Regions from separate parts of the Mus musculus genome. Here region 1 is linked to region 2. Evidence: chromatin contacts called from public Hi-C data. All regions are on one chromosome and are shown on one strand. The core of a region is the stretch at or near the end of the contact, and the rest is flanking DNA. Distances in the headings are between cores, read along the strand shown. Region 1 overlaps Gm40687 (a long non-coding RNA gene). Region 2 overlaps Ank3 (ankyrin 3, epithelial).

The links. Hi-C and Micro-C count contacts between places; a contact is called where the count stands out from the background.
Region 1: a Hi-C map of the N1E-115 cell line shows a contact between it and region 2, with 4 times the contacts expected there. The contact joins two enhancer-like sites. A contact is called at or near these places in 2 of 484 Hi-C or Micro-C datasets (the N1E-115 cell line and reprogramming fibroblasts), 1 of 115 datasets of contacts at active chromatin or transcription factors (astrocytes) and 1 of 9 other capture datasets (embryonic stem cells).

The regions. Positions count from the first base shown.
Region 1 is chr10:70,294,985-70,298,437 of GRCm38.p6, reverse strand. The region is part of intron 2 of Gm40687 (a long non-coding RNA gene); the gene reads right to left. Among named protein-coding and RNA genes, the nearest start is that of Gm33704, 3.3 kb to the right of the region's middle. Within about 2 kb of position 1,452, at least 37 of the 459 cell types and tissues checked have an H3K27ac peak or open chromatin away from gene starts, as enhancers often do. A contact at or near this core is called in the N1E-115 cell line, where this site is marked.
Region 2 is chr10:69,794,050-69,797,914 of GRCm38.p6, reverse strand. All of the region lies in intron 1 of Ank3 (ankyrin 3, epithelial), which reads right to left. Among named protein-coding and RNA genes, the nearest start is that of Gm33416, 70 kb to the left of the region's middle. Within about 2 kb of position 1,269, at least 38 of the 459 cell types and tissues checked have an H3K27ac peak or open chromatin away from gene starts, as enhancers often do. A contact at or near this core is called in the N1E-115 cell line, where this site is marked.

The sequences.
Region 1 (3,453 bases), core at 203-2,702, 500 kb before region 2:
TACTGTTCAGAAGCTCAATACCTTCTTCCCATAAACCTCTAGCCTCTGCCCCTCAGACATACGTACGTGTGTAGACGTATAGATGTGTAAAGCTACAGATGGTGCACAGACATCCGACCTCCTGAAGTGCCTCACGCTGACACACCCTCGCGGAGAAAGGACCAAATTCCGTCACTGGCTCCCATTGATGAACATCTCCCATAGAACCCACATAATGAGAACTTTTATGCTAAGGTTGGGATGTCAGGTAAAAGCTTAAATTGTTTCCCTACAAAATTGGACTTTAAAGGCTTTTGATGCCTTAACGGAAATGAAAAATACACTTAGGAACTCTAAGTGCTGGGGCCACCGGGTGGGAAGGACTTTGTATTTCTGAGGTACTCTATTTAGCAAGGCCTCCCAAAGCCACCGTGGCCATGGGGAAACTTCTGCTCTGGCAGCCATAAGCCTCAGTAAAAACTTGAAGCAAAGAGCAGACTCAGCTTCATGGGGTCATCTCTCCTGCAAGACCCGGCAAAGTCAGGGTCTGGGGCTGATTTTATTTCCAGTCTGAAATTGCAGGTGGCTTATGACTCAGGGGACAGGGGTGTGCAGCATACAGAAAAATCATTGAGGGAGAAGGAGGGGGCATGTGTTGCCCAGCTCTGTTGATGAAAACCACTGTTCCTGTCCCTTGTTGGAACATGATTGAGGAACCTTCTGTGTGTTCACACGTTGTCCCCATGCATAGAAGCCAGAGGAAAACTTGGGGTGTCATTACACAAGCGCCATCCATCCACCTTGTCTTCAGAGACAGGTCTCTCCTTGGCCCGGAACTCACCAAGTAAACTAGAGTGGCTGGCCAGCCAGTGGAATCGGCTTGTCTAAACCAACCCAGAGTTGGGACACCGATCCCCTGTGTGAGTTCTGTGGTTCAAACTCAGGCCCCCCAGCTGCAAGGCAAGTACTTGACTGACTGAGCCATCTCCCTAGCCCTCACACTCCTTCCTTGATACAGGGATTTCCAAGCATATAAGGCTTGGAATAAGACAATATTATTGTATTGTCAAGCATAGTAGGCTGCAACCAGCCTTATCAGACTTTATTATCTTTACATATTTGCTTATTTTTGTTGCTTGTTTGTTTTGGACTGGTCATGGCCAGAGCTAACTCCAATGGACAGACCACATACATTTAGGCTTAGGACAGGATTCTGTCTAAACGACAGAGGAGCAGCCTGGAATTTATGCTTCCTCTTTGTTCCGGCTGTAGTCACTACAGCGACTGAACTCTCCGCAGGCAGCTCGACCCCTAGGAGACGGTGCATATTCAGTAACAAATCTCATTTCCTCTCAGACTAAAGGCGATTACAAAAGCCAGCTGGTCCTTCCAGGCTGTTCTGCTAGGTGAGACCTAGATGCGGGAGGCCATTTTCGGATTTTTCACAAGTACCACAAGGTGGCGCAAGAGTACAGGGAATAACTCTTATGCATGCAGGGCTCGCCCTATGGAGAAGACCGAAGGCAAAGAAGCCCCCATCTCAGGTGGCTCGAAAAGAGGCCTGGGTAAGGCCTCAGCTCACTACGCATCTCCACCTATCCTCAGGAACCCAATGGCGCCTGTGTTCAGGAGCTCAAGGGTGCAAGTAAACTATGCCTGAGTCTTCAAGGAAGCTTTAAAGAGGGGTAAGGCTCAGCTTCCATGGCCAAGGCAGGGCTAACAGGCCAGGTAACTAATATAATTGCACCGGGAGCTGAGCCAGCTAATATGATTTTGGCACAACCTGCACACGTTAAAGGCTGGGAAGGTTGACAGAGGAGTGGGGGTGGGGCGGGAGTTGGGGGGCGGGGCACCAAATCCCCAGAAAGCTGGGAAGGGAGGGAGGGAGGGAGGGAGGGAGGGAGCGAGCCTTCCTCATAGGCCTGTGGGGAGGGGTCACCACATGTGGCCTCTCTGTGCTCTCTGGATTTTGAGATAGACTTTTAAAAAGTCAAAGTCTCTCATTAATCATCAATCTCATTAATTAGTCATATACTGATTACATGTTTAGCATTTTGTGCCTCTCAAGCAAGATGAAACAGCAAAATTAATTTCTCCTGTTTCTTTTCTTCTAAGAAAATGTCTCGCTGTATATTTGGTACATGTACCTTCTTCAGATGCTGCCATTCAATGGTGCTTGAGAAATACTGAAGTGCTTCTGGTCCACTGAGGAAAAATAGAGTCTTTAGTCCCTCGGCTCCCGTGTCCCGACTGCCTGCCTGAAGTCCTATCCAGTTAGGCTGGGGGCCTCTTGGTTCCCTGTGCCCATTCCAAGGTGCCCACAATGTCCTGGACCCCAAAGAGGTTGACATTCTTTTTATTGGGGGGGGGGGGTTCAAGACAGGGTTTCTCTGTATAGCCCTGGCTGTCCTGGAGCTCACTTTGTAGACCAGGCTGGCCTCGAACTCAGAAATCTGCCTGCCTTAACTCCCAAGTGCTGGAATTAAAGGCATGCGCCACCATGCCCTGCTGAGGTTGACATTCTTGGTGGTAGCAGCAGAGCCCTGAAGATAAATGTCAGGCTCTTGCTTGGGACGCCTTCCTTAACCTCCGAGGCTGCTGCAGAGGGAGTCGTCAGCTTTTCCTTGCTGGGATGAGATTCCTGAGAGAAATGATTTGGTAGCCTAACAGTTTCAGTGCCCTTGGCACCCTCCCTCAGACTACACAGGACACCCCTGGAGTGCACACTGCATTCTGGGACTCCACACAAAGCCCACCTCCAGTCCCAGCCTCTGCCTGGCACCTTGGACTCCTGGACTCTGCTAACCTCTCAAATTCAGAATGGCTTTCTCCAAGGAATACTGAGATGAGTGTCCTGGTCCTCGGGTTCCCCACCAGCAGCAACACCTTCAGGTTAGGCTACAGAATGCAGAAACGGTAACGAGGATCCCAAAGCTCATTTTCACACACACACACACACACACACACACACACACACACACATGAACTTTTTATCTGACAATTAAATTATAATTGAGCATCCTAGATTTTATCTGGCAAGCAACATAACATGCTGCTGTAATGTTGTAAACCAAGAGCCGCTCCGACTTCTCTCCCTGACTCCCACCTACACAATCAGCACCTTTAACATTTTCTCCTATATGAGATCCATATGCACCTGTGAAGAATATTCAAGGGGCTGGAGAGATGGCTCAGTGGTTAAGAGCACAGACTGCTCTTCCAAAGGTCCTGAGTTCAATTCCCAGCAACCACAGGGTGGCTCACAGCTGTCTACGATGGGATCCGATGCCCTCTTTTGGTGTGTCTGAGGACAGCAAGAGTATGCTCACGTACATAAAATAAATAAATAATTTTAAAGAAATATTCAAATGGTCAGAAGAAAATGAAGGGTAAGATTTCTCCTACAAGACGCAACCATTCCTTTAGTTTTCGTCTATATCATCCCCAAAACCAAAATGCATAAGTATGTGTATG
Region 2 (3,865 bases), core at 20-2,519:
AAGAATATTAAGGTCTTAGCTGGATGTGATGCACACTGCTCAGGCTCTGCCTCAAAACATACACATACACACACATGCATACACACACACACAGATAGATGAATAGATAGATATAAATATAGAGATATATTAAATCTTAGGTCCCAAATAAATATTTAGCTTTTAAAACTATTTCAAGTTTAACATGAACTCACCTTCCCTCACCATTTTTATGGTCCACTTTCCAAAGACAAAAATTATATCAGACATTAAGGATAGGGGCCTTTTCTGACAGTGCCAAACTTTATTGATGAGTAAAGTAACAGATGTATAAATTGTTTTCATCCAAGAGAAGCCTTACAGAGTAGAGCAGCCTGCTTAGGAAAACTTCCAAAGTCATTTACAGCTCTGAAACATAGGCAAAACCATGTTGCAGAAGTGTTCACGAATGTGGACTAATGCTTACTTAGAATGTGATGTCCTTTATCAAAGACAAGTTGAGTGCCTTGAGACTCTGTCCTTCTGCGACCAAGGCTTTGGGGTCAGGTGAGGACCAGCACCCCTTGCTAATCACATCAAACAAAGAATGTTGCATATAATCTTACATGATATAGCCTGTGACCTTACAACCTTAACACTGGGGAGATTTGATGCTTGGAAATTCAAGACTGGCTTGGGTTAAAGGCCCAAGACTCAAAAGAATAAAGATAACACCAAAATTAAATGGTTATTTACTCCCCCTAACAACACTGGAGCTGAATCACACACTGGAACACAAGCGGACACAGTGACCATTCAGAGTCTCCAGAGGCTGGAGTGTAAAGCATGGTGTGATATTTTCCAGATCTTCCCCCTCCAGTGGTCTTGACTTCCACTAAGTCCAAAAGAATGCCAAGAACTGCACAATCTCAAACAATGTCACACAAGTGAGGCATTCATGCTACAACATGCTGCCTGCTAATAAAGCTCTGGTCTTCCAGTGCCTTGTTGGCCTTTCTAGTTGCTGCCCAACTCAAGGGGCGTTTACCTGTAGGTAGGACAATTCTTTGTAAGCCATGGGTTTGGAAGTGGGGTACAGGTCTTCAATACAAGAGAACTTTTAAAGCATTGTCACATGGCAAGCGCTTAATGGAACCTTGAATGATTCGAGCTGCTTTTGCTCTGTTTAATTGCTATCTAGTAACTGGAAGCATGCCAGCACTTTCTACCCGTCAATCAGTCAGAGGAGGAAGGGAAGGAAGTGGGTAGTTACTTAATGAGTGTGGGCAATGCTACCGAAGGCTATCTATGTGAGCAATCATCTTTGTCAGGCCAGCTCATATCCAAAGCTGCATCGGTGCATTTCCTGTGACAGCCAAACGGCTGCCTGTCTGCTAGGATTCTGCCTGGAAGGAACTTCAGTTCTTCCCTAAAATGAGGTCACTGTCCCCTAACACGTTAGGCATGGCTACTGTCTTCGCACTGGGACTTCAGCCAGGCTGGCCCTGCTGTTGTACATTTCCAACATGCTGAGCATCTGTGCAGAGGGCCTCCTCTCAAACTGAATGCAAAACAACAACATCCCACTGTTATCTTTAAACCTGGGAGGCAGGGGGGGGTGGGGAGGAGCTCTGAAGCACACAAGGCACAGGTATGGGTCTTTGTTTTTGTTTTTGCGAAGATGGTGTTTTGAAGAGACTGCCCATGCTACATTCTGATAAACCCCAACTGTCCTCTGTCTATGATGATGGTTTACCTCCGAGGGAAGAGCCAGTGTCTTAGCCCCAAGGGGCTTCGTGCCTCGCTCAGTATGCTGACCCCTGAGCTTTTAACTGGAGCCAGATTAGAAATAAAAATATAGACACCGTTTTAATTTTTTACCATTGGGTAAGTTGGTGGGAATTGGGGTCGGTGGGTAAAGGGTGAGTTATTTTCCAAGGTTTTCCAACATAAAATTGACACTGGCTACAGAACAGGATGCAAATTGATCTTAATGCTTCTGAGGCATCAAGGAGCCAAGTTTCAGCCTAAGCAGGAAGGCTCCGTTCTGTAATCACAGCTCTTGGGAGACTGAGGTCGGAGGAACACCCCAGGTCAAGGTCAGGTCAAGGTCAGGACTACATAGTAAGACCATGTCTCAAAACCAACAAATACCATCACCACCACCCTCCCACACACACCTGGTTTGCTTTCTTATCAAAGGATAGAATACATGAAAGGAAGAGTTGTGACTTCTTAACCCTACAAGGTCAATGCAAGAGCATTTTGCTTTGATTTATGCTAGTGGAATTTCAAACCATTTTGACTTAGAACTTCAGTTGTCCTTATAATATGGAGGCTATAAGATGCTGCAGAGGCTTTGGGAACCATCGTCTTTATGCTACCAGGACACTGAAGTAACATTTAGGAATTGATACAATGATGTGATCAGATGACCTGATACCTCCAGGATGCAGACACCACTCCTATGACTAATGGTGAGTTGTGACTGTTCCAATTTATCAAAGACTGTAACAACGTTAATTAAGTTCTGCTGTGGCTAGGATAGTGTGAAAATAGGTGTGGTTACTCATTTAAAGTATTTATGAACCTTAACCTTAACAGGAAGCACTCACGTTATTCTATTCTAGGGTATCTTTGTACAGGACAAGCTTGTCTGTACTTGTATAAAGGCAAAGCCATACAAAAGGATACACTAATCTTAAATCTTACACTAAATCTTTGATCATTCTAATATGTAACCAATTGTATCAATAGCCTAAAAAGTAACCACAGGCATAGAAATTATTTTTAAGAACTATAATTGGCAGATATATTTATTACCAGTCTGAAACTTCTGCTGCACTTGGGCATGGTTTAGCTCTGGGAACAAAGAGACACAAGAGAAGTGCTAACTCACACAGTGGAAGAAACGACTTCCACAGTCTTGTCAGAGCTCGGGAGCCTTGGGCTGTGAACAGTGCTGGTTTCTTACTTTCCTGTTGCTGTGATAAGATACCCAGATAAAAGCAACGTTAAGGGACAAAGGGTTCACTTTGGCTTACAGTTTAAAGGTTCAGTCCATTAATGGTGGGCATCTTGGTTAACTCTGTCTACTTAATACAACCCAGAATTACCTAAGAAGGGAATCTCAATTAGAGAACTGCCTAGCTCAGATTGGGCTACGGGTTAGATTGGTCTTTGGGGGACTGTCTTGATTGTTGAGGTTGGAGGGTCCACTGTGGGTGGTAAAAGCCCTAGGCAAGTGGTGCTGAACCATATAAGAAAGCTAGATGAGAATAAAACAGCCTGTGGGTCAGCAGGCAGCATCCTTCAGGGATGCTGTACTTTCCTCCATCAGAGGTAAGATGTGTGAATAGCAAACAGGGCTGCCACCATGTTCCTGCCTTGACTTCCCTCAATGGTGGTCAGAAACCTGGAATGTCAAGGTGGAATAAATCCTTTTCTCTCTTAAGTTTTTGTTTGCTTGTTCGTTAGTTTTGTTTTGGGATGAAACTAGAACCCTGGGGACATGGCAATGAACTAGAGACATCTAGCCACACTGTATCCACTATCAGAAGACAGAAGGAGATGGGTTTTAGTGCCTACCCAGCTCACTCTCTGTTTTATTCAGCCCAGGACTACAGCCTATGTGATGGTGCCTCCCATAGTTAAGGTGGCTCTTCCCATCTTAATTAACCTGTTCTAGATAGCTCCTTTATAGCCACTCCCAGAGGCGTGTCTCCTGGCTGATCCCAGATTCCTCCAGTTGACAGTCAATGTTAATGATTGCAGGCAGAGAATTTCCTTATCTGAACACATAAATTCAAGGAAACTCAGTCCTTTTGGTGACCACATTTCTTTCAGGGACTTTTCTTTTTCCAAAGGGGAACGCAATGTGGACTGGAAGAAGACAGCAGGTAACATT